Linked DNA regions of Mus musculus: regions 1, 2, 3 and 4 are each linked to region 5. A link is a contact called in public Hi-C, Micro-C and promoter capture Hi-C data. All regions are on one chromosome and are shown on one strand. The core of a region is the stretch at or near the end of the contact, and the rest is flanking DNA. Distances in the headings are between cores, read along the strand shown. Region 1 overlaps Ank1 (ankyrin 1, erythroid). Region 2 holds the start of Nkx6-3 (NK6 homeobox 3). Region 3 holds the start of Gpat4 (glycerol-3-phosphate acyltransferase 4). Region 4 holds the start of Ap3m2 (adaptor-related protein complex 3, mu 2 subunit). Region 5 holds the start of Ank1 (ankyrin 1, erythroid).

Region 1 (4,648 bases), core at 230-2,729, 130 kb after region 5:
ACAGCACCAGGCAGATGTCAATGCCAAGACCAAGGTACCTTACACCCCTGGGCACTCACTTAGGAATCAGCCAGAGCCACTCAAGACCCCACCTCAGTCCTAAGTTTTGAAAAAAGGAAATGGGGTGGGGGGGGGAGCAGGAGGGATAGTAGATGGACTTTGGAGTTTGCATGCAGTTCTTTCCAGCAACTCTTAACCAACCCTGTCAAATGCCTGCCTCCCTTCGTAGCTAGGATACAGCCCCTTGCACCAGGCAGCTCAACAAGGACACACAGACATTGTGACATTGCTCCTGAAGAATGGTGCTTCTCCAAATGAGGTCAGCTCGGTGAGTACCTACCCGGTCCCGTTTGAGACAGATCAAGGGGCAATGCCAAGACCAAGGTACCTTACACCCAGCTCCCAGGCTAACATCTCCTGGGCGCTCACTTAGGAATCAACCAGAGCAACTCTGAGGCCCTGCCTCAGTCCTGAGCTTTGAAAAAAGGAAACAGGGGGTAGGGACAACCTAACTACATAGGTTGTTGACAGTCTTGGGTCTGCACAGAGCTGTGTGCCTTGCATATTCCAGGCTTAGACACTGGAGTGATCGTAGAATAGTGTTCCCAGCACCATGCCTCCTCTCCTCTGGCTCGTACCTATTTCTGCTGACACACCCTCTGGTGTGTTTGAAGCTGCCTTCACTATGACAGGAGTAGGCAAATTTAAGTGCTTTGGGCCTGCCTCAAAGACACCCCTAGCAGCCTTGGTGATTTCAGGATGCATTTCCTGCTCTCCTTGCGGGGGTGTGTAGGGTTACCTTGCAAGGCTGTTCCCAGCTTGGAAGGCTGTAGAGCCTTGCCTGTAGAAGTGTTTGCTGAGGGTCTGCACAGGGCTGAAGCCACGTGGACTCCAGGTCACATTCTGCAAGCAGAGAAGGATTTCACAGAGAACAAAAGCTTCGGCACTGTGCAATTTTCCCTGAGCTCTTCTGCCAGCTGGATCCTGGGGTTTCCTTACTGGCTCCTCCCCGAAGTGCTTGCCTGCCCTGGGAGCGGGGGCAGGTGGCAGCGGGGAGGGTGCCTTGTTCTCATGCCAAGGCCATATACCCAACACCTAGGGCTTACAGTTTGTCCTATTCTCCTTCCTGCCTTGTCCCATCTCTGTGGCCCCAAGGATCACATACTTATGCATACCTCTTCTTGGCTCCAAGGGCCAGTCTGTCTTTGTGGGCGCTTGTGAAGAATCCAAGGGTACTGGATCTGTGCTCAGGAGACAGACTCTCCTCTCTGACTCTCTCTCTTGTCTCTCCTTTGTCCTAGAACGGAACCACACCTCTGGCAATAGCCAAACGTTTGGGCTACATCTCTGTAACAGACGTGCTCAAGGTGGTCACAGATGAAACCAGTGTGGTGGTAGGTCTCCACCCCCTACCCCAGCTGTGGCCATGGGCCCTGAGGGTTACTGCCCAAAGTCAATGCCTCCCGCCTGGTAGGCACTGTTTAGCTACAGGTGGGGCATACTGCCACCTAGTGACCAAAGAATTGAATGGGCGAGGAAACGGGAAGTCTGGGCATGAGCTTCCAGATCAAATGCCTCCTGGGCCTGGCTTTCTTTGGCAACATATCTTTTCTATCACCTTTCCTGGCTGCTCATTTGGGGCAGTAGCAGGACAGAAACAAGTGTGCCTGGCTCCTTATGGGTCCCAGCCCCCGCCCTTTCTCTTTTCAGTTAGTCAGTGACAAACACCGGATGAGCTACCCTGAGACGGTGGACGAGATCCTGGACGTGTCTGAAGATGAAGGTAAAATCTTTGTGGATGAACTCAGGCTCCATTCTCTCAAGCATCCCTCAGAGCCCCTCAAACCTATCTAGCCTAAACATACAAGTATACAATGTAGCTAGGGAGACCCACTTCTTACAGACATTGCCTATTGACAAAATAACTCCTTTCAGATGATCTCGAGTCTTCATGGGCAAGTTAGTTGGTAGGTTTGATACAATTGCATTTGATCAAGAGCTGGCAACAGCTGCAGCAACATCTGGCTGCTGTTCTCCTTGAGCTTCAGTAACTAATAAGGCAGGTTTTTAAGACTGAGAACGCATACTGGTCAGCTGCCCTTCTGACCTAGTGGGGCAGAAAGTTTGAAGTCTTCTCCATTACCATTGGGTGATGGGTGATTAAGGTTTCAACTTTGTGATCTCCAGAGTATCTTTCACCTCCTTTCTCCCCACTCCCAAGTAAGCCCCAAATCAAGGGAACCCAGGATAGCGAGGATGGGCTTGATCTGTGGCCCCCTCTGTCTAGAATTTGGTGGTGGTATGACGGTCAGCTAGACAGTTCTAATGCCCCCTTCTTAATAACGTGCCTCTCACTATACTGGGTCTGATGCTTCAACTTGGCTCTTCTTTGCCTTCCAGGAACTGCTCACATATCTATAATGGGTATGAAATGCTTTCTGTTCCCTGTGGTCTTTCTCACCAGAGCACATCCCACCATAAGCACACAAGTTCCTCACTAACCCATGCCTGCTTCTCATCCTCCGAGGCCCGGCCCCACGCAGGGCCCAGAGCTGACTAAAACAGGATCGCACACCATGAAACCACCCCTGTATCTGTGTTCATGCCTCTGTGTTTGTGCTCATCCTGCATGAACAGTTCTATGTCCATCTTGTTGGCTCCCGGTCACAGGGACAGGGCTGCAGATCACCAGGGCCAGGGCTCCGGATGCAGTGGGAGAGCCAGGACGGGGCCCAGGGCCCAAACCACTGCTCTTAGTCAGGCCAAGAAGGGAAGGAAGGGGTGTGCAGGTTGCCAATTTAGGTGCGACTACAAACAATAAATCCAGAAGGAGGAATTTACAAGGTATAGAAGTAGGAATGGAAATAAAGGGAGGAACAGATCTGAGTCCTGTGCTGTTTGCCTCTCTGTAATTGCAGATTGGAATGATCTATAACCTAGGCAGGGTGTGTAGTTCATGCTTCTGATCCCAGCATTCAGGAAGTAGAAACAGGAGATCTTTGAGTTCAAAGCTAGCCTGGTCTATAAAGAAGTGCCAGAAGGGGGCTAGGAGGGGGAGAAAATAATTATCTGTAGCTGTGACTCTTTTTGTGGCAACGCTTTACACTCTGAAAGAGCTATTGTGTAAGGGTGAACTCAGCCAACAACAACAACAACAACAAAAAAAACCTTTCTGGCTTTGTTGTTTTTCTTTCCTGCAAAACAGAGGAACTAGGAACTGGCCACCCTGGGTTTTAGGGTTGGAAGAACAGGACTGGGGATAGCCATGTCTAACAGGCCCTTGGGGCACCAAAACCAAAAGTGCCCTCCACTTTTGAGGAGATATTGAGAGGTGGATTGGGAGAGGTGCTTTTCGAGAGCAAGAGAGATTTCCTGTCTCCAGCCTGCCCCTCACTCAAGCTCCTGGGTTTCAGGTGACGAACTTGTCGGCTCGAAGGCTGAAAGGCGGGACTCCCGGGATGTGGGTGAGGAGAAAGAGCTGTTGGATTTTGTGCCGAAGCTAGACCAAGTGTAAGATGGGCTCAGTCGGGGTGGGAGGATCAGGCTGTGGATGGCCAGGTGCAGCTCTGGGACTCGGAGTAGAAATGTAGGTGAAAGTCAGGCCCCCTGGGGGTCATTGGGATGGAGGGGTTTAGGCAAAAGCCAGTCCTGGGTGTGACTAGGGAGGGAGAGACAGATGTGCAGGGGGACATGGGTCAGCTTGTAGATCAGGGAGTCGTTTTGTCACCTGAGATGATGTAAGGGGTGAGTGAGTCAGGTCATTACAAGTGTGCTGAAGCCTGTCACTCAGGTGTCTTAGGAATGACGTCAGGGTCCGCTTCAAATGTTCTGCTCTTTGACTGTCTCATTTTCCTGCTTCATAGGGTGGAGTCTCCAGCCATCCCAAGGATCCCTTGTGTCACACCTGAGACCGTTGTGATCCGATCTGAAGATCAGGAACAAGTAAGGAGAGCCTTGGCTCCTCCCGCCGCAGGGGGAACGAGGACATTCCATGATTGCGTTTGTATGACCCAGGGACAGTAGGAGCTAAAGTATAAAAGATCATGACATGTACAGAACAGGTTCAGACCCATGATTCTGTGCGTCCCGTAGAACTCAATGCAGTTGATGTACCCATTGTTTCTACTGTGAGTTCTGGGAGCAAGGGGACTCAGGGTGAGGGAAACACTATCATAGCATGCAGTGATGCAGGGAGATGCTCAGGCCATGCAGTTGCAGGACCAGGAAGGAAGCCTTCCCTGTGTGGTGCAGCCTGGGCAATGAGGCTGACATGTCAGCTTCCTCTCTCTCTCTTTCTCGATGGGATGGCTGTGCCTTCCTTTCCTCATCACCCCCCAGAGACCCCAACACTGACAGAGGGGTACCAGAGCACTGCTCTCGGTAGAACTTGTGTTCATGACAGAACCCTGGTCAGTGCCTTCATAGCATTCCACCTGAATTCGTCCAGAAGGTTAGAGATAGTGGGTGAGAATATGTTCTTACAGTCCAATCTCCTCCGACAAAGATTAGACCATTGGCACTTTCTCCAGAGCAGGAACATTTCTCGGGAGAGGAGAGGGTTGATGTGATGGTGGTGTTGAAGGTTGGCCATGTCTGCCCTGAGGTCTGACAAGGTGGGCTGAATCCCCTCCCTGAGCACACGAAGGAA
Region 2 (4,679 bases), core at 684-3,183, 180 kb after region 5:
TTTGTGTGTGTGGGGGGGGGGGGGGGAGTTCCTAAGTCCAGACAGCCAAAGATGAACAGAGCTACACAGAAAGGGGTGGGGGGGGGGGGCTATCAATCAAAAGTTAATAGAGACTGGAGAAAGAGAACATCTCAGAGAGTCGCTGAGAACTAAAATCAGTTGAAGGCACACTGTAAAGAGGTGATTAAAGAAAACAGAACCCATTCCTGTTGATGGCTTAGTGGCTGAAACCACTCCAAAAAGCGAAGTCCAGTCCCGAGGGTGGGAGAAGGAATTCCTGCTGCGAGCAGACTCACTCCTCGCTCAGTGGCACACCTAAGTCCTCCAGGTGGATTACAATGTGTTGGCCTGTTGATTTGGTTTTGAAAGTAAAACTTGTTATAAATTAGAAGTTGACTCCAAAATACAGCCCCTTTTTGGATGGTGGAAAAATAAAAATAAAAACAAAACAATTTTTTTCCTCAGGCCAAAGAGATGGCACCAAGAAATCTGAGTTTGGTTCCTGTCAAGGGCTCATAATTGCCTGTAACTCCAGCCTCAAGGGATTCATCATCCTTTTCTAGACTTCTTGGATGGAGAGAGAGAGAGAAAGAGAGAGAGAGAGAGAGAGAGAGAGAGAGAGAGAGAGAGAGAGAGAGAGAGCGCACACACACACACACTGAGACTCTTAATTTTAAAGGTCTTCAAAAAAATAGCCCAACCTGTAGGAAGGTCATCTTGCCCTGCGTAAAAGCTTTTCTATCTGATCCTCACCTAAATCACCCATGGCACGGAAAGTATTGCTTACATTACAGTCAAATTCTCCACAGCAAGCCAGCTTTCTCTACCTCAGACCTCTGCCTCAAACAAAGCTAACAAAGAAAAGGCTCTGTCTCTCACCTGTGAAAACACAGATCCCTCCAAACACAAGACAGTGTGTTCCCCAAAGCCCCAGTGGCCTGGTCAGGAAGAAGTCATTTAGATAGCCAATCACCTTGCACCTGCCATTTCACACTTCAGGTGACTTCAGGAAAGAATTTAGAGACTAGCCTGGCAGGCAAGCCCTGATTCCTCTGTGCCTCTGTTTCCCCGTTATCAACTGAGAGACGGTACCCACAAGAATCATCAGATTGCAAAAATTCCTCAGAAACAAAGCGAATGGTGGCGTCCTTATAGTCAGTGTAGCCCCAAGCCTCAGCCCGACTGCCCTGCTTAGGTCTCTGCCTCAGGAGCCCAGGGCTGCTCACAGGAGAGAAAGAGACTTCACCCAGGACACAGCCAGCCAGACTACTCAAGAGACCAAGAAAGGCTGGCTGGGAGAAACAGGAACCACCATTCTTCAGTGGAATGCCTTCTGACCCCCCACACCCCTGCAACTCCCAGAGCTGTTCCACGGCCCACTCCCTAAGCAAGACGTTTCCCACCCCGTGGTCTCAAGGCCAGAGACTTGCATTCCCCCAGAGAATAGTGATTGCTCAGTCTCCCCACTTACCCAGGAGAAAGGGAAGCAGCTGTATGTTACCTCAAAGCGTCACATTCATTCCGACAGGGGCAGCTTGGGACTGTGACCTCTGAGCCTCTCTCTCTCTCTCTCTCTCTCTCTCTCTGACTTCCGCAGGAGCCTCCAGTCCCTACCTCCAGGCGCCCACCTTTTCTTAGATACTGGACTTGGGTAAGCAAATGGAGCCTGTGACCAGGCTCAGGGCGCCTAGAGCTAATTCTTTCACACACGCACATGAGCACACACACATGCACACACACACACACACACACACACACACGGACTGGCTGATTTACAGTCAATCTTTCAAAGTGCAATTTGTCTAGGAGAAGCCAATGTGAGGCCCATGTGGTCTCCAACCAATGGCGACACAGCGCTTGCAGCTCAGCCAGTCTCAGGTCTGTATTCTAATGGGCCATATCTTTATCAAGGAAATGTCCCCTCTCTGAACTTAAAACTTCTGATGGAGGGCCCCCAGACTCAGAGGCAGAGAAACCGGGTGCTCTGAGTATGGAAAGCACCCCTCCTTAGGCCCAGCGGGCAGAGAGGGAAAGAGGAAGGCCGCCCACCTTCTCTGGACACCTGACTTGCCAGAGGGCTGACGTAGGTGCCCCATCTCTGAGGAAGGGCCGAGCCAGAGGGCAGTCTGAGGCTCGGGGTGGGATGGGGGGCTCTGATTCTCCAAACCTGTCATGAGGTTCTGGGCCACCATTTGAAGTGCTGGCCTTTAAGGGTTCCTGGACCACCGATTCGCTGACCTGGAGACCATGGAGTCCAACCTGCAGGGGACCTTCCTCCTGAACAACACACAGCTGGCCCAGTTCTCAGAAATGAAGGCTCCCATGTGCCAGTACTCGGTGCAGAACTCTTTCTACAAGCTCAGCCCTCCGGGACTTGGCCCCCAGCTGGCGGCTGGGACTCCCCATGGAATCACTGACATCCTGAGCAGACCGGTTGCCACCCCGAACAGCAGCCTCCTCTCTGGCTACCCCCACGTGGCAGGCTTTGGTGGACTCAGCTCCCAGGGCGTCTACTATGGCCCCCAGGTGGGGAGCTTTTCCAAGGCTGGAAATGAGTACCCGACCCGGACCCGGAACTGCTGGGCAGACACAGGCCAGGACTGGAGAGGCAGCGCTCGGCCATGCAGCAACAGTGAGTACAGGGCCTTCACCCCCAGCCCAACCTGTCCCGGGGAGAAGGCAGGAGGGGGGGGGTCTTTTAAAGGCCGGGCTGCACGCGACCTACCTAACCTCAGCCGCTATTACACAGCCCTGCCAATTCCTGGTCCCTTTTCTCAGCTCACAGCAGAACTGAACCCCACCCTTCTCCCTCCTCCCTACTTCTACCTAGCACAGGTGTCTGGACCCACAGTCACTTCTTGCCCTTCAAGGGACCTTGGGTTCTCCAGGCCCCACGATCACAGTCCATCCCACCATATGCAGCACGTAGCTTAAGTTCGCTTCTGCCCGGAGACATGGCGCCCCTTCACACAGTGAGGCACAGTGCTACCCTGGTGAAGAAAACTTAATGAATTTAGTATCGTATCCCTAAGAGCCCAATGTTATATAGGATTGTTCCAAAAACCCACTGGGGTCCCATCCAGGGCCCATCACCCACCTTCCTGTTCCCCCGTTCATGTCAGCAATGGCAGAACCAGAGCGCTAAGATGACCTTGGCCCTGACTGCTAGGGAGCGGGGCGGGGGGGGGGGGGGCTTACCCCACCCATCCCTGAGACTCAGGTTTCTGAGAACTGGAGTGGAGGGGGTGGGTATTATGCCAATCAGGGATCCAGGAAGTGCCCGGGGCATGTGCCAGTGGGGCATACTGGGAGAGAGTGGCAGTGACTTCCAGGGTTCTCCTTGAGCCACTAAAGCTCCGGGTGAGATAAACATGTGTCAGGGACAGAGGCAAAGCCCCCTCTCCTTCTGTTTAATCTCTATCTCCCACACTGCATAAGGGATTTGGAATCAATGATGGAAACCCTCAAAACTCTTGTCCTCCATGTCTGTGCCTGAATGACAGTCACCTTCCTCATCTCTTGGGACCTATAGTTTGGGGTACTATAAGCTCATGCTGTCTCTCCCACACCTCCACCCTACACTCCCCCATCCTGACCCACCCCTCCATCTTGAATGCATACACACACTAGAAAATAGCCAGGAAAAACAGTGGTCAGTTTAACACAAGAGTAAAGAAAAATATCTTTTAGGATAGTGGTTCTACACCTGTGGGTCGTGACCCCTTTGGGGACTGAATGACCCTTTCATGGGGGGGGGGTCACATATCAGAGATCCTGCATGTCAGATATTTCCAATTTGTACCAGTAGCAAATTCACAGTTATGAAGTAGCAGCAAAATAATTTTATGGTTGGAGGGAGGGGGTCACTACAACATGCATCAAAGGGTCGCAGCGTTAGGAAGGCTGAGAACCACTGTATTAGGAGGTCCTTTGCCTCTTCTGAGCTGAAGTCCCCTGCCTATGACACGAGAGCAGAGCACATGAGTTTCAGGGGAACCCAGCACTTGGGTACTCTGCTTACTTTGAGACTCAAGCTCCTTCGTGACTGAGTTGGGGGGTCTCCGGGCTCTCTAGATGACTCTGGTGCTCCAAAACCAGGCTGTATGATAGATTCCAGGAGGTCTGAGGGAGGACGGGCTTCCAGGCTGGCTGCGAGGAATGCAGCACACGGACGAGGAACTGGAGCTAGAAGCCTTCACTTCTGTGCTTTTTCAATGGGCCCGGAAAGCTGGGGGCTCAGAGAAAGGAAGTGGGGAGGAATTCAGAGGCCCCGGAGGTCTGGTTGCCAGCTGGAAGGTATCACCCATGCCTTGGTACATGGCATGCATACACACACCAGAAAATAGCCAAGAAAGCCCAGTGGTCAGTTTAACATGAAAGGAGAGCGAACTGAAGACACTCATCCTAATTTTAGGATAGTAGCTCTCAGCCGCTGGGTCTCGACCCCTTTGGGGATCCAATAGAAAGCATACCACGTCTTGGTGAAAGAAAGAGCATCCTTGTCTTGGTGTCTTAGCACAGAAAAGAAATTCCCATGCATCCCCTGGGTTAGGCAGCATCAGTGGATTATGGGAAAACTAGGAAAGGCACAAGGCCCAGTTAGTTCTAAGGCCTCTATAGCCAGTGCAGCTGCCCTCCAGGGGCCCTGTCCATCCAGATGTGATAGAGGTCACAGTGAC
Region 3 (5,029 bases), core at 91-2,590, 230 kb after region 5:
TCTTCCTGAGACAGAAGAAGTAAAATAAATGAAGATGCAGATATTGCATGATTAACCCCAGATGTCACTGAGCATATATAATAATGAGCATACGTTCCTGGTTTTGCATATTTGAAATTCTCCAAATTATAGGTCTGAAAAATTACTCTCAGAAAGAGGAAGGATAATTTAGCAGGCAGGATTACAGTTTTGACCATAGTCTTTGGTCGCAGTGATTTTTATGCCTGTCTTTACGGGGTTGCGATACAATCTCGAAGACACGCTAACTCTGCAGAGACTCTTAAAAGTTCTGCTCAAATTAAGGAAAACGAGCGAAACCAAAGTTCTTCAAAGGCTATCTACCGGTAATACGCAAGAGATGGGTATGGGATGGAACTTAACGTCCGCGAAGCCTGACAATTTCACATAGATTATTCTACAACCTGTGAGTCACCAATGTAATATCCAAGTAAGATGGAAAGTGAATAAATAAGTCAAACTTCCAGGTAGGATGCTACTACCACTGAGGGCATGGAACCAAGGCGAAAGGGAGTCTGGGGTGTGAAGAAGGCTGGAATAGTGGCAGTTCTAGTTAGTGGCTCAGGAAAGTCATGTAGCATCAAGCAGGGCTGCCCCTATCCGGGGGCAAACCTGGACACTGGGACTCTCCAATGCGGGAAGGGGGAGAGGGGGCAGACCCGAAAAAGAAGACAGTGTGAGCACAGCACGGGATAAAGGACGGATTCTGGGGGGGAAACCCGTTTCCACGTGATCTAACGCCGGGTTCTCAGCCACGTTCCTCAGCTCCGGGCCACACCAGGCCGAGGCGGCGAGCGGCCTGCGGAGAGGAGCGTGGTCGGTTGAGGAGGAGAGAAACCGGTCGGGGAGAGAGGAGCGGGGCGGCCGAGGAGAGGAGGGAAGGGAAAGAAAGGGCCGGATGAGGACAGCGGGGCTGGCTGAGCCAAGGAGCCGAGCGGCAAGGAGCCGGGCGACTGGAGAGGAGATGAGGCGGCAAGAGGACAGCGGGGCTAGCCCGGGAGGAGAGGAGCGGGGCTGGCGAAGGACAGGAGTGGGGCAAGCGGGCGTGAAGGAGCTCGGACCGCCCGGCAGCGGCTGCCCCACCGGCGGGACCCCGGCCCGCGGCTGCCGACCCCGCGTCCCGCCCGGGGCCGGGGGCGTCCGGTAGGACCAGGTCCATCCAACTCACCGGCCGTGAGGCTCGGCTCCAGTCCTCGGTGACTGCCGCTCCCGCCCTGCCCTGCCCGCCGCCGGCCCAGGCGTACGTAAGAGCGTGCGTACGCCCGCCCGTCTTTGTCTACGCCGCTGGACGTGGACCCCACTCCCCTCAATCCCCGCCCCCGAGTCCCGCCCAACCGCGCTTGCGCGGTCTCCCGGAGGACCCCAGGGTGGGCGGGGCTCCGGCGATGCTCGCTCCTCGCACTGATGCTCGCCAGCGTGAGCCGAGGTCGCTTTCTGAAAGCCAACCGGGGCCTGTCTGAGCTGTGTCCAGAACAGGCATCGTTCCCGGGGAGAGGGAGAACCCGGCATGGCGAGGTTCATTTACTGAGTCTTTGTGGGACTTTGTGTGAGATTCGGTTCCGGCTGGCCACGAAACGTTAGCCACCATCCCAGCACTACCCGGGCATCCCGGAGCTTCTCTTAACGTAATTGGCTGGTTGGCCAACTGCAGTTTTCCAACCCAGCCACAGTTCTAACTAACCTCTCCTCAGACTGGAAGCTTCAAAGACAGGCTTGTTTTGCTGACGTGGGTCCTTTATAGTGGAAGAAAGAGAAAGAAGGGATGGGGGACACGCCTCTTTGGCCCACCCCACCCCCTTTTAAGACAGGACGTCTTGTAATACAGACTTGCCTCAAAAACTGCGAATTGCCCAATGACCTTCAGTTTCTGCACCGACTGCTTCCACCTCCTGAAGTGCTGGAATAAACTACCGTCCCAAGTTTTATAAAGTGCTGGGGGCTGGAACTCAGGGCCTCGTGCATGCTAAAAGAAGCACTCGACCAGCTGAGCCACATTCCCAGCCTCCGAGTTTATTGCTTTTGTATACTTCCAAGAGTACCTAACCTTTCCCCTAATTCAGGACTTAAACCTCCATTTGTTGATTTCTTCACAAACTTTTACACAACTCCAGGTATGTAACTATAACAGGAATACAAGACATATTTAATGATAATAAATTTATTTAAAAGCATTTTTGCTATGTATTTGTAGCTTTCCTATATTAACTATTAAAGCAAATTTGCATATTAATGAGATGGATGTGTTTGCCACTCTATTAATTTATTATTTTATTTTTGGTTTTTTCGCTGGCTGTCCTGGAACTCACTCAGTAGACTAGACTGGTCTTGAACTCAGAAAAACGCCTGCCTCTGCCTCCCAAATGCTGGGATTAAAGGCATGCGACACCACTGCCCGGCTGCCACTCTTAATATAAAGAAATCAGCTAAATATTTGATACCAAAGGATATAAAACATAAAGTTTCCCAACGTTTTAAATTTTATAATTGTCAATGCTGAGAACACCGTTTCACAAATACCTTGTACAAAACAATATTAGTAAGTTTATGAACATTTCAGAAATTATTAGAGATTCTGCCCTAATCCCAAGCCAAAAATGATTTAACAGATTTTTGTGAGCAGATTAACTGAAGCAGTTTTTAAAATCAAGAATTCTAATACAGTGCAACCCCTGAATGTGCTAATTTGATGCTTACTTACAATGCTTACCTGCTGAGGAATGACTACAGGAAAATATTTTTTAAAGTCATGGTTTCTTCAAAATGAAACATGATAGCTAACTAACACTCACTGAAACACTCCACAGATGTAAGGGCAGGAGGATCAGAAGTTCAATGTCACCTTTAGCTATACAGTAAGTCCAGGTCAGCCTGGACTAGCCCTGTGACACTCTGTCTTAAAACAACCCCCAAAGAACTAGTGAATGAGTCAGTGGGGGAAAGGCACTGTTGTCAAACCTGATGACCTGAGTTAATTCCAGGGATCCACTCTTGCAAGTTATCCTTTAACCTCAGCAGGTGGACTGGGGCAAAAGCAAGCTCATGAATGCGCATGGATGCAAACACGCCAACACATCAGTGGATAAACGTAATAAGAACATTTTTAAAACTAACATAGGGCAGGCATGGTAGCAAACACCTTTAATCTAGCACTTAGAAAACAGAGGCAGTGAATTTCTATAAGTTTGAGGCCAGCCTGGTTTGAATAGTAAGTTCTAGGCTAGCCAGGGTTATATAGTGAGAAAATAATTACTTAGAAATATAAAAGATACAGGTGGGACTAGAGAGATGGCTCAACAATGGACAGTTCTGACTCTTCTTTCAGAGGACACCAGCTCCATTCTCAGCACTCATGTGGTAGCTTATAACTAACTCCAGTTCCAGGGGGATCCAATAGCCCTTTCTGGCCTCCACAGACACACATGTGGGCAAAATGCCCATAAACAATTTTTAAGTAAAATTAAAATAAGTAAATAAAAACTTTCAAAATGTACTCTAGAGAGTGCCTGGCAGTAAGATGTAAGTGTGAAGTTCAAAGCCGACTAGTGAGCAACATCTTTTTAAATATCCCTTCCAGAGCTGGGGAAATAAATGGCTGAGTGGCTAAAGTGCTCACTAAGTGTGAGGACCTGAGTTCAAATCCCCAGTGCCTATGTAAAAGGCAGGTGCACTGGAGGAACAAGGACAGGTAGGTCCTGGGGTGAGAGGCTCACTGACCCGTCAGCCTAGACAAAACATTGACCCGAGGTTCAATGAGAGATCCTGTCTCGAAAAACTGTGCAAAGTGCTATGAGAAGATTCCAGAAGTTGACCTTTCTGGCTTCCACATGTGCACACACATACAAGATGGCAGGCTTATAATCAATAACATTCAGGAATGTAGGATATCTTTACTATGATCAAAGTTAAAAGGTGTAAAAAAATTTCAGGCAATTTTGGGGAACAGGAAAGAGGCCCTACCTACCTAAAGTAACATACATTCAGACCTTAAGTGTGGCCACTAACCTAAAATACTATATATGAACAAAATAATTTCATATCAACAGCCTTCACAGCAAATGCTGTTCATTGTGTAGGAGTTCTTTTTAGGATTTATTATTGTGTGTGTATCTTTACATTGTGCAATTGCATGAAGAGGCCAGAAGGACAGGTTCTCCTGGCTGGAGTGTTAGATGGTTGAAGCCAACACAGGTACTGGGAACTCTGGAAGAGTAGGAAACCCCCTGTGATGGTAACCTCAACCCCACCACAAATCCTGTGTATGAACACTGGAAAGACAGTGAGCCTTTGAGCTCTCTGAGGGGCTCACAGCCATGCTTTTCCATGTGTCTTCCTTCTGAGTGTTTTCCCTCCTAACCCTTGAACTTAAGCCTATATGAAAACATCTTTAATATGGACTGGAGTGATGGTTTAGTGGGAAGATCACCTGCCATGCAAGCACGAAGGCTGGAGTTTTGACCCACAGAATGCAGTCTGTAATCGAGAGTCTCTGGAAGCTCGTGGGCCGGGTGTATGAAGTGGTGACGAGATCCTGTCTTAAACCAGCTAGAAGGTAAGGGTAGACACCCAGAGTTGTTCTTTGACCTCTATACACATGCGGTGGCACATGGACAACTGTACACACATAAACACAAACATATTAACATACACAAATATTAAATAAAGATGTGGGAGAATGACCTTCGAAGCTTATGTGTTTGAATGCTTGTTCCTCAGTCACACTGTTTGAGAAGGTTATGGAACCGTTTGGAGGTTGAGCCTTGCTGGAGGAAGTATATCACTGGGGTCAGGCTTTGAGAGTTTATAGTCTTATTCCACTTCCAGTTAGCTCTGTTTAGTGTATGTGGTTGAAGATGTCATCTCTTAGGGGGCTGGGGAGCTGGCTCTGTGGTTAAGAGCACTGGGTGCTCTTGCAGAGGACCTAAGTTCAATTCCCACCATCCACATGGTGTGGCTCACAAGCACCAGAAACTCCAGTTCTGACTTACCTGGGCACACAACACATATACATGCA
Region 4 (4,954 bases), core at 769-3,268, 170 kb before region 5:
GGATGGCTGCAAATATGCTGGGCTACGCAGCTCAGGCTAGCCTGGGCTACACAATGCCAGCCCACCAAAGGTTTGGTTCTTTTATGGCTTATATACATTTCTATACACTCTCACATTTACAAACCTGAAATGTATCCACTACTCGGTGAAGGAATTCAATGACAAACAGAGGCGGGACCTCTGTCTGGATTACAGCCACAAAGAAGATCTTGTGCCGGTAAACACTCAGGAGGTAGTGGTGAGGGGTGGGGATGACCGGAGGCACATTTTCTGCCTCGGTAGCTCTCTCTTGGGCCTCGAAGAAGTAATCACACACAGAGCGGCTGACCACACTTTTCCAGTGTTTCTCCAGGAAAATATCTCCGGAAGAGTTAATCAAGAAAAGGCTGTGAATCATGGTGGAGAGGCTGGTGGGAGAGGAACGCTGGTTCAGTCTGCGAGCCTCTGGATTCAGCTAGTTTTCAACCCTACAAACAAAAGAGACTGGACTCATTTTCACTGAATTAAAACAACCTTATTTTCCAGAGGTTCGAGGATCAGGCCCAAGTCCTCTTCCCATTGGTGCATTCAACTTTTTGATACTGCCAACACGACACTGTCATCCACAAAAACACCCTCAGGAAGCATACAAGTCACAAAACGAGATGGGAAAGCAAATGTCCCCATGACTTAAGGAAGTTTACCGTTTTGTGTTGGGCAACGTTCCTAGCTGTCCTGGGCCACATGTGGCCTGCAGGCCACCGGCCAGACATACCTGCTACTATTACATGAGCCCTAAGGATTCTTCCCTTGAATTCCCAATAATAACTAGCAGCCAATTTGTTTGTCTGTTGTAGATTTTCAGTTCTCTGTTATTATTGCCCGAGTTAGATCCACTTAAAACACTAGTTTCAGGCTTGTGAGATGGCTCAGCAGGTGAGGCTTGCTAACGATCCAAACAATGGGATTCAATTTCATTGGGACTCATAACATGAGAGAAGAGAAGTGACAACCTGTTGTTCACATGGGTGCACATAAATATACTTAATTTTCTTTTAAATCCGACTTTGCCAGGCACTTGGGAGCTAAGACAGGAGGATCACAAGTTTGAGACTAGCCTGGGTTACATAACATGATCCTGTCTCAAAAAAACAAACAAAACAAAACAAAACAAAAAAAATCTAGATGAAATAAACAAAGATGTTAGGCACTATTTAAATGGGTAGTGGGCATTTGAAAAGAGGCCGATAGTACTGACATATACTGTAAGATTAGAGACTGGACAGCTTCGGTTGGGAAAAAAGACTCAATTTTAAATATCTTACCACTTATTTAATACTGGTAATATGTTTGGGTCAAATGAAATATATTAAAATTTAACTTATCGTTAGCTTACCACGATTCCTATTCGAAACAGCATATGTGATGTGCTTTCTACTTCTCCTGAGCAGAGCCAGCCCCTGGAATCTTTGCCACTGTGATCTTTACTCATTCACTAAGGACCTATTCTCTGAATTATTTGTGCACAAAGCATTCCGCTGGATGCTTAAAAAAAAAATCTCTGGAGACACCCTAGTTTGTCTACAGTGACATCTCCAGGATGAGGCAGCTTTGCTGCACCCAGGGGTGGCCTAGAAGCGAACTGACTTGAGCTAGCACAACTGGTCACATTGCTAAGACCTGTTTTCCTAGTGCCCCAGGAGAGAGTCCAGATCGTCGGCTGCCAAGACAGCCATCGAGAGGTTGCAGCCCAGCAGCCTGCAAGCCTAGGGTATTGGAGGCCCTATGGGCCTTGGGGCTCCAGCCTGAAAACTGTCCAGAAGCAGGGACCCTGGTCCCAGAACTGTGCACCTGCGTTGCCATGGCAACGGCATTTGTAGCCCGGGACTCTTCCCGTACCTCTCTCCCAGGCGACGCCCAACGCAGCCCTTCCCATCCGCGCGCGCCCAGCCCAACCCTACCAGCTTCGACCAGGTCTCAGGCTCCGTTCCGGCTCCGCAGCGCAGTCGCGCTGCGCAGTGCTCCTTGCACGAAGGCTCCGCCCCCTCCTCACCGCTCTCACGTTGATTGGCCAGCCGCTCCCCGGCTGCCGCTCCTGCGCTCTGATTGATCGCCGTTCGCTTGCTAGGCTCTAGCATCCGATTGGTCTTTATTGAAGGTCCGGTAACCTTCAATTGGTGTAGCTCTGAGACTCCAAGCCCCGATTGGAGGATGAAGACAGTCGGTCATCCAGTCACAAAGGGCCTCCGGGGAGCTAGAAAGTGACCGGAAAGGTAAAATGATTCCCGGGATGCTTCTAATTTAATGCATCACAGATAACCAATCATAACTAACCTCCATTACACAGGTGCACTTAAAAAGCGACTGCTTGCCGGGCCTGTGGCGCAGGTCTTTAATCCCAGCACTCAGGAGACAAGCAGAAGTATCTCAGTGAGTTCGAGGCCAACCTTGTTGTCTACACAGGGAGTTCCAAGCCAGCGGGAAAGAACCGGGAAGAATAGAGGAAAGGAGGGGAGGGGAGAAGACAAGAGAGGAAAGGAAGGGAGAAAAGTAGAGACGTAGTGGGGAGGGGGGAGCAAGGCAGAGAAAGAGTGACAGACAGACAGATAAGACTGACTTCTCCTTCCAGACTCTCAGTTCCCAGATCCGATAATGAAGGTGTTGGGGCAGGTCTTTGAAACCACCTTAAATTTAAAGAGATCACAGGTTACTGTGACTCGGGAAAGTGTGAAGCAGAGATCCGATGGAAATTTTATCTTCAGTTAGATTAAAATGAGGCATTCGGTAAGATGAAGTGTGAAGGGGGTTGCAAAAACTGCTGGGCACACTGTAAGATGAAATGACAAACTGCGGTGATGACGGTCGTGCCAATCTAGATGAGTCTCCGAAAGGTCTCTGGCAGTACCTAAAAACAAGAGGCCCTACCTCAAATCAGATGGAAGGTGAGGAGTGATATTCTGACTCCTACAAGTGTTTCCATGCACAAATGCAAACGCGTACCTCATACATGCAAAAACGGGTGTGTGTGTGTGTGTGTGTTTATTTTCCCTTTCGTTTTGTTACTTGAGACAGTTTCGCTGAACAATTCTGGCTGGCCGGGAAGTCTCCAGATCGGGACAGCTTTGAACTGTTTCCCTCTGCCTCCCGCCTCCGGAGTGCTGGGATTAAAGGCTTGTGCTGCCCACCTGGTCGCTACTCACCCGGGGCCGGGCGCGCGCGGGGGAGGGGTGTGAGAAGAAATTTTAAAAATAATTTCAAAGCTTAAAAAAAAAAAAAAGAACGATTTGTGACATTGCCTCATACGTCCCGTTTGAAATTACAGAAGAAATAGTCATCAAATGAGAAGATTTCCGGAGGAAGAAAAGAGATTGGTCCAAAAAAAAAGAAGTTTTCAAATAACATACTTAGTTTCTAAGTAGTTATTTAGATAAAGATTACTCTCAGAAGCAAACCAAACCTCTGCTTTGCAAACATTTGTCTACTGTGTGCCAGACCCAGCTGCTTCCTGTTCATCAAATGTGGGTTTTTTTGTAGCTAGAAGTGAAGACCAGAAAAACTTCCTCTGTCAAGTCACCTCCTGGGTTTCCTTTTCTCTGCGTGGCTTACTTAGCATTGCCTGAGTGTTACAGGTGGCCTTTTTATCATTTGAGAATGAGTTTTCAAGTTTTGTTAAAAGTTGACTCAGTGAGATGTGACGCAGCTGCCCCAGAATTCCCTTCAGCATCTGCCTTTATTAAGTACAATGTAAGGAAGACCGTGACCACTCCCTCCCACAGACCAGACGCGGAAATGTGACTTTGTATAACTCGTCCTATGCTCCTCAGCACACAGACACCAGCCTATTTTTCTCTGCACACTGTTCCGCCTTCTCTCTCTTGATCTATTCTCTTAGGCTGTACTCCCCCCCACGCCCAGTTCCCCAGACAGATCTTGTAAGCTCCATCTGTCCTCATTCTAGGATTCCTCAGACAGCTTATAGGCGTGTGGACCTATAAGAACCTCCCAACTCCCAAATTCACGTGGCAGCCAAAGATTTTTTTTTTCTGGCGCTATAGATTTTTTTTTATTTTTTAAAAAGTTCCTTCATAGAATAGACAAAGTAAATATTGAGAATTTCATCAAAAATACAAGTTCTTTGAAAGTGCATAATCATTGAAAATAACCATCTGAAACACAAAACAAATCATCTTGATTGTTTACATAACCATTCTGTCTTTTCAGCCAAGAAAGCTCTAGCTGTTCAAATGTGAACGCCACTAGAAAAGCGACAATAGGGAGTCCCACGGAGCTTTTGCGCAGCGGCGGACTGGGCAGTGCGCTCTTGGCCACGGAAGGTGGCGCTGCTGAGCCTGCGGGGACAGGCTCTCTGGACCCAACCATCCTGGCTAAAAAAGAAACTTGCGGCTTCCACAGTGAATTCCCGGGGGTGACTCCTTTCTAGTCCACCGCAAAGGCGGGAAATAAAGCCGGCCCCCGCGGACAAAGCGGCGCCTCCACCCACGCAGCTGCGGGGAGTCGGGAGGGTAGGGGAGGAGGCGGAGGATGGTTGCCATGGCGACGAGCCAGCATCTGAAGCCGCTGAATGGACTCTTTGTTTTGAAGCCAGCTGACGGGTGGTGCGGTTTCTAAGGTGCAGGGGGAGGCGGGTCTCGCCGGAGTCACTCGGGTTGCGCTGCGGGGACCATCGGCTCCCACGCAGGCCTGCCCTGGGATGGCGCCGGACACCTGCTTCCTGTCCACATCGACTCCGCTAAGGACTGGGCGAGCAGGCTCAGGGAAGCCAAACAGAATCAGTTTGCCGGAAGAAAAACAGAAAGGGAGCTCCTTACAGAGACTAGAAGTGGCCAGCGCTGGCCTCTCCCTTGTGAAAGTTGGTCCCTGGGGCGAGCTGAAGGGGTAGAGATTTCCCTGAGTACTCAATAATCAGTATGTATGGTATGGGGTAGCGAGTGTGAGCGCTGGCGTGTGTATTTGC
Region 5 (4,942 bases), core at 92-2,591:
ATTCTGAAGACTCAGCATAATAATGTAAAATCGCATCAATAATATATCAACTTCATGTTGAAACGATGGCTTGGGAGATATACAGGCTTAAAAATACATTTAAAATCAATCTTCTAGTTTCTTTACATGGAAAAAAAAAGTGGCTACATGACAATTGAAGTTGCATGTGTGACTGGTATTTGTGGTTCTGCCTGCAGTGAGAAGCCCCAGGACTCACCCCTGGGAAATGACAGCAGTTAGATCTGTCAGACCCCTGTGGTTACCCAGCACCTTACCTTCTGTCAGGGGCCTAGTGGGGAAGACAGAAGTGGAAATCACTGAGCGAGATGTGTTTGTGAGAAAGAGGGGTGGGAACAGTACCTAGTACTACTCCTTCTGCTCCTCACCAGAGCTGCTTCAAACCTGCACAGGCTCGGGAGGGGGGGGGGGCGGGCGAGAGGACAGGAGGGAGCAGGCTGTTTCATAATAACTTCTCCAAGACTCAAACACCAGTGTTCAAGACTGTCCTTAGCATCCTGTGGGATAGGGAAGGAGGAGGTTGGGAGCTGCACCAACCAGACTGAAAGGGCAATGTTCATAGGTCAGGGCCTCAGTTTCCCCGCCTGTCACATGACTGAGTGGTGAAATGAGCTTAAGCCGGTTCCCCGTTCCCACAGTCTACGTTGGTAGCTGCGTGACCCCCAGCTGGTAAGGTTCTTTACAGCAGCCCAACACCGGTCCAGACCACAGTACCTACGGAGGGAGGGTGGAGAGAGACCTGGTATTGCAGGGTGGGCGGTCCCTGATGGGGAGACCCAGTTCCACTCCCGTCCAAAAGGAGCGAAAAGAAAAAGAATGGACTTGACGCTGGACTCGTATTCTAAGTATATTTGGTAAAGATGCAAAGGAAAGGCCCACTTGGTTTGACCGGGGCAGATCAAGCTCTCCTCCAGGAGCCCCGGCCCTTCCCGGAGGGCGGCCCGGGCCAGGCTCGGCGCTAGCGGAGTCCGTGCCGCAGCGGTGCCCCGGTCCCACGCTCCGCAGCTCGGCCAGGCGATGCTGGCATTTTCTCCGCCGCCGTCAGGCACGCCGGTCCGCAGGGTCGCCGGGCCCGGGCGGAACGGCCCCGCTTTGTTCCCGTCGCCCCCAAGGCGCCCCGCGATCCCCACCCCGGGACCCCGCTGCAGCGGGGACCCAGCGCCGGCTCGCAGCGCCCCGCGCCCAGCCTGGTGGGGCGGCCGCACCGAGCTGCCCCCGCTCCTCCCGCGAGCCCGCGAGTCCGCCCTCCGCGGCCCGCGCCGCAGTACGAGCCTCCTCCCTCCCGCCCCCCGCGCCGCCGCCGCCGCAGGAGAGGGGGGGCCCGGGCGGGCGGGCGGGCGCGGCGAGGGCGCGCGGCGAGCCCAGAGCCGGTGCGGGGCGCGGGCGAGCGAGCTCCGGCCGCGGCGGGAGGCGCCACCCCGGGGCTCGGCTAGCCGCGCGCCGGCCTCTCCTCGCCCTCCGCCCCGCGCCCCGGCCCCCGGGCGCCGCAGCCTTCGCCTCCGCCGGGGAGAAGCTCGCGCCCTGCGCAGCTGAAGGAGCCGGCTCTCCCCGGGAGGGTGTCGTCGCCGCCGGCTCGCAGAGGGCGCGGGCCCGGGAGGCGGGGACCGAGCGCCGCGACCCGCCATGGCTCAGGCGGCCAAACAGCTGAAGAAAATCAAAGACATCGAGGCGCAGGCCCTCCAGGAGCAGAAGGAGAAGGAGGAATCCAACAGGAAGCGGCGGAACCGCTCCCGTGACCGCAAGAAGAAGGTAAGGGGGCGGCGGCGGCCCCGCACCGAGGCGCCCGGAGTAGCTGCGGGAAGGCGATCGGCCGCGCTCCGGCTGACCCCGCGGGAGCGGGAAGGGGGGAGGCGGGTAGGGCGAGCAGAGAGCGGCCCCGGGGTTCCGGCAAGCTGCCCCAGACTCATTTCAGCACCTTGAACAGAGGCCCGCGCTCCGGAGGAACTTTTGCCGCCTCTGGGGTGGCAAAGCGGGTAAGGGGCTGCACCGCGGGGCGCAGGGCTGCTCGCCTGGCTTTCTCGGGGAGCTGCTTTGGGTGAACAGGGCAGGCGCTCCAGAGGTGGTACTGTCCGCTCCTGCTCAGGTGACTAGTGAGTTCTCCTGCGCCGCCGGAGAGAGCATCTTCCTCCCAGATCTCTCAGGACGAACTGGGGCGACTGCCCTTCCCGATCCCTTCCTGACCCTGTGGGTCCGCGGGTGGACCTGGAAGAAGCAACTCACCCCTCAGGCATTTGGCAGCATTTTATGTTAAGGTCATTCCAGAGGAGTCACTGGTGGCAGGGAAGAGGAATTCCCTTAGAAGCCTCGCTGGGGCTTTTCCAGCCTGACCCAAGGCCTGGTCGGAGAAGAGCTCTGCCATGGGACATCATGAGGGCAGTCTTTCATGGGACAAGGGTCTGTGCTGAGACAGCCCAGGGATCCAGACCCCTGAAAGCAACTGTTGCTATTTGCAGTCCTTCTTTCAGATCATGGCGGGGTAAGAACCACAGTAGTTTAGACCCACGGTCTAATTACAAGCACCTGGATGTCCACAGCGACTAAGCAGGGCACTCTACCGCCGGCTAGAGCTTCAGGGATGCACAGGCTAGGAAAGCGTGAGTGGAATTCTGGGAGTCCAAGGTAGAGCTGGACCCTAGCTTGCAAGAGCCATCTTAACCTGGAGAAGTTGATGTGAGCCTGCAGGAACGTCCCCTGGCCAGAGAATTTGGGTTCATGGGGCGTCTTCACAGAGACGCTGCCCTTGCTTATGAAAGACTCCCTCCCTGAAACTGACTCGCTCTGAGAAGGAAATATAGAAGCTGTGGTTGACAGCCGTGTAGGGGACAGTCTACTTCGAAGTAGGTGGCAGGGCTGATAGGGCTCTTTTCCTGGAGATGACACTGGGCAGGCTGAGGTGTTCTCTGACTCTTAATCTAAGGAATCACCATGTTAGGTGTTCCTATACGCCTGACAGATACTATAGTGTTCCTCTACCCTCCCTCTCTGCCCCTTCTCTCCCCCCCCCCCGCCCCAATATTGGCACCTCGTGTGTAAATAGGAATTTCAGCATAACACACTCTTTAAGCAAGAGGTCTTTCCCAAACCAACAGTGAATCAGTTTGGGCTGGTGCCACTTACAGGGAGAGTACCACGTTAGGGTCTCAGATGCCGATCCAGCAGGCTAGGCAGAGAAGTCTCCTAAGAGAGCTTAGTGCTCCTCCACTCTCTTGGCAATGGTGTTGGGCCTCTCTGTATTTCCATCCCTGTTCTTGATCTTGGAGGAAGACTCAGTTCCTCGTTCTCCTCTCATTTCTTGCCTGGAGCTTCCTCTTCGTATTCCCGACCCCAGAGATGACAGTCTGACTAACAGTAAAAGCAAAACTCTCTTCAATTTCATTTCTTCTTAACTGACCTCATGCGATGTGTGTCTATGAAACAAAGCCATTTGGAGATTGATTCTATGTCTTAAGTCTTTGTCTTTGCATTCTTGGTGAACTTTGCCCCACGTTTGGGTTCTGGGTGATCAGACGTTCCCCTGTCCCTGGGTTGCGTCGTTTTGACTTACTAGCTGGTCACAGCACACTGCGTCAGTAGGTGTTCGGAAATCTTCCATACAGATTATCTTGGTTTTCTGCAGTGTCTTGAGAGGTTATGATTGGTACAACAACCAGGAAGTTTTAATCCAAATGGATAGTGATGATGTGAACTCCCAGGATATATTGTTTATCCAGGGACACATTATGGGGGTATTTGGAGGGATGCTTTGTTTATATTTCATGGTCATTGTGAGGTGTTCTGGATGGTCACATAAGGTAATATAGCTAACACCTACAGCAAAATATAAAATTGCAAGAAAGTGGAAAGACCCTAGAAGAAAAGGAGAGGGGCAAAAGGCAATACAGAAAGGAGCATTTCTTTGTTTGTTTCCACTTAGTGAAGGGCACTGGTATTCTGGGTCTGTGCATGCTAAGCAGGTGCTTTACCATTGAGCTATATACCCCTAGCCCAAAGGAAAATTGAGAGAAAGTTCTGCTCCGTCTAGGTTAAGCAGTGGGCTGAGCACTGACTGAAGGTTCATATAAGGTGAGGTGTTTACTAGAGAAGGAACGTCTCGAGATATAACATTAAAATCAAGCAGTGGGGGAATGCTGTAGCCGGTCTCACAGATGACCCTGAGAGTCATCTCCCTTGTCTTCCATGAGCATGGAAAAAGAACTTCCTACAATACAAATGGATACATTACTACAGAGACACGGCAATTTATGGCAATGGGTCCCTGAGCCAAGGACGCTCTTGAATTTACTAGAAGGGAAGAAAGGTGTCAGTCTCGGGTAACTGCTTAACTGGGGCTGGCTGAGCAGAACCGCATCCCTCCCCCCAACCCCCCATTCGTAGGAATAACCGCGGTAACCTGAACGGTGGTTGCAGCTTTTGCAGTTGGGATACTGTGTGGGAAGGTGCTTGTTCAGGGTGCTGCTGTGCACCAGGGGATGGATGCTGAGGCTGTGACGTACTGACTGACTGACTGACTGACTGACTGACTGACACAGGAACCTCAGTACAGAGACTGGAGCTGAGCTCCGGAGCTCTGAACGTGCTTCATTCAGTTTTCTGGTTAAGTAGCAACATCCTCACCAAGCCCTTGCTGCTCCTAGCTGTAGCTAATTATATCTTATTGTTTTTTTTTTTTAAAGGAAGGCGCAGCATTTATGACATTTACTGTTATGTACAGTGGGAAGGATAAGTGGTAAGGCCCCGTGTAAAGCAGGCATTTGCATTAAAAAGGACAGTTTCCTAGGGCTGGGGAAATGAGGATTTGTGTGCCTTTTATGCTTATCTAGAGCTTGAAGCTGGGGTGGAGGGGGGAGCTGGGACATGGAGGTTGGAGAGAAAATGAGACAGAGGACTGAGAACTCAAGGTAGCAACAGTGGGTGGTGGGTGGGA

What was found. Promoter capture Hi-C pulls out the DNA fragments that hold promoters and counts their contacts. Hi-C and Micro-C count contacts between places; a contact is called where the count stands out from the background. Capture Hi-C pulls out chosen DNA fragments and counts their contacts.
Region 1: a Hi-C map of cerebellum shows a contact between it and region 5, with 3 times the contacts expected there. The contact joins the enhancer-like site here to the promoter of Ank1 in region 5. A contact is called at or near these places in 13 of 39 promoter capture datasets (the 3T3-L1 cell line, HPC-7-derived erythroid cells, cranial neural crest and 6 more), 1 of 15 datasets of contacts at CTCF or cohesin (the NIH/3T3 cell line), 14 of 484 Hi-C or Micro-C datasets (bone marrow-derived macrophages, cerebellar granule neurons, cerebellum and 7 more), 12 of 115 datasets of contacts at active chromatin or transcription factors (T-cell acute lymphoblastic leukemia, embryonic basal ganglia, embryonic forebrain and 6 more) and 1 of 9 other capture datasets (embryonic stem cells).
Region 2: a contact with region 5 is called in a promoter capture Hi-C map of embryonic stem cells. The contact joins the promoter of Nkx6-3 here to the promoter of Ank1 in region 5. A contact is called at or near these places in 9 of 39 promoter capture datasets (the 3T3-L1 cell line, the C10 cell line, the HPC-7 cell line and 4 more), 7 of 484 Hi-C or Micro-C datasets (embryonic stem cells, nephron progenitors and stem cell-derived motor neurons), 5 of 115 datasets of contacts at active chromatin or transcription factors (embryonic stem cells and stem cell-derived neural progenitor cells) and 2 of 9 other capture datasets (adipose tissue and embryonic stem cells).
Region 3: a contact with region 5 is called in a promoter capture Hi-C map of liver. The contact joins the promoter of Gpat4 here to the promoter of Ank1 in region 5. A contact is called at or near these places in 2 of 39 promoter capture datasets (erythroid cells and stem cell-derived epiblast-like cells), 1 of 484 Hi-C or Micro-C datasets (embryonic stem cells) and 3 of 9 other capture datasets (adipose tissue, liver and pancreatic islet).
Region 4: a contact with region 5 is called in a Micro-C map of embryonic stem cells, with 5 times the contacts expected there. The contact joins the promoter of Ap3m2 here to the promoter of Ank1 in region 5. A contact is called at or near these places in 3 of 39 promoter capture datasets (embryonic stem cells and liver), 7 of 484 Hi-C or Micro-C datasets (8-cell embryo, cerebral cortex, embryonic stem cells and 1 more), 6 of 115 datasets of contacts at active chromatin or transcription factors (all in embryonic stem cells) and 2 of 9 other capture datasets (adipose tissue and liver).

What each region holds. Positions count from the first base shown.
Region 1 is chr8:23,107,947-23,112,594 of GRCm38.p6, forward strand. It overlaps Ank1 (ankyrin 1, erythroid), which reads left to right. Exons shown (of 44, transcript NM_001110783.3): 19 at 1-34; 20 at 230-328; 21 at 1,302-1,394; 22 at 1,711-1,783; 23 at 2,401-2,424; 24 at 3,414-3,510; 25 at 3,864-3,942. Among named protein-coding and RNA genes, the nearest start is that of Mir486, 32 kb to the right of the region's middle. Within about 2 kb of position 1,480, at least 13 of the 459 cell types and tissues checked have an H3K27ac peak or open chromatin away from gene starts, as enhancers often do. A contact at or near this core is called in cerebellar granule neurons and cerebellum, where this site is marked.
Region 2 is chr8:23,151,338-23,156,016 of GRCm38.p6, forward strand. Nkx6-3 (NK6 homeobox 3) reads left to right here and starts at 1,934. Exons shown (of 3, transcript NM_029002.2): 1 at 1,934-2,632. The coding sequence starts at 2,248.
Region 3 is chr8:23,207,113-23,212,141 of GRCm38.p6, forward strand. Gpat4 (glycerol-3-phosphate acyltransferase 4) reads right to left here and starts at 1,341. Exons shown (of 13, transcript NM_018743.4): 1 at 1,187-1,341.
Region 4 is chr8:22,803,636-22,808,589 of GRCm38.p6, forward strand. It overlaps Ap3m2 (adaptor-related protein complex 3, mu 2 subunit), which reads right to left and starts at 2,019. Exons shown (of 9, transcript NM_029505.3): 1 at 1,941-2,019; 2 at 125-467. The coding sequence starts at 397.
Region 5 is chr8:22,973,495-22,978,436 of GRCm38.p6, forward strand. It overlaps Ank1 (ankyrin 1, erythroid), which reads left to right and starts at 1,342. Exons shown (of 44, transcript NM_001110783.3): 1 at 1,342-1,767. The coding sequence starts at 1,642.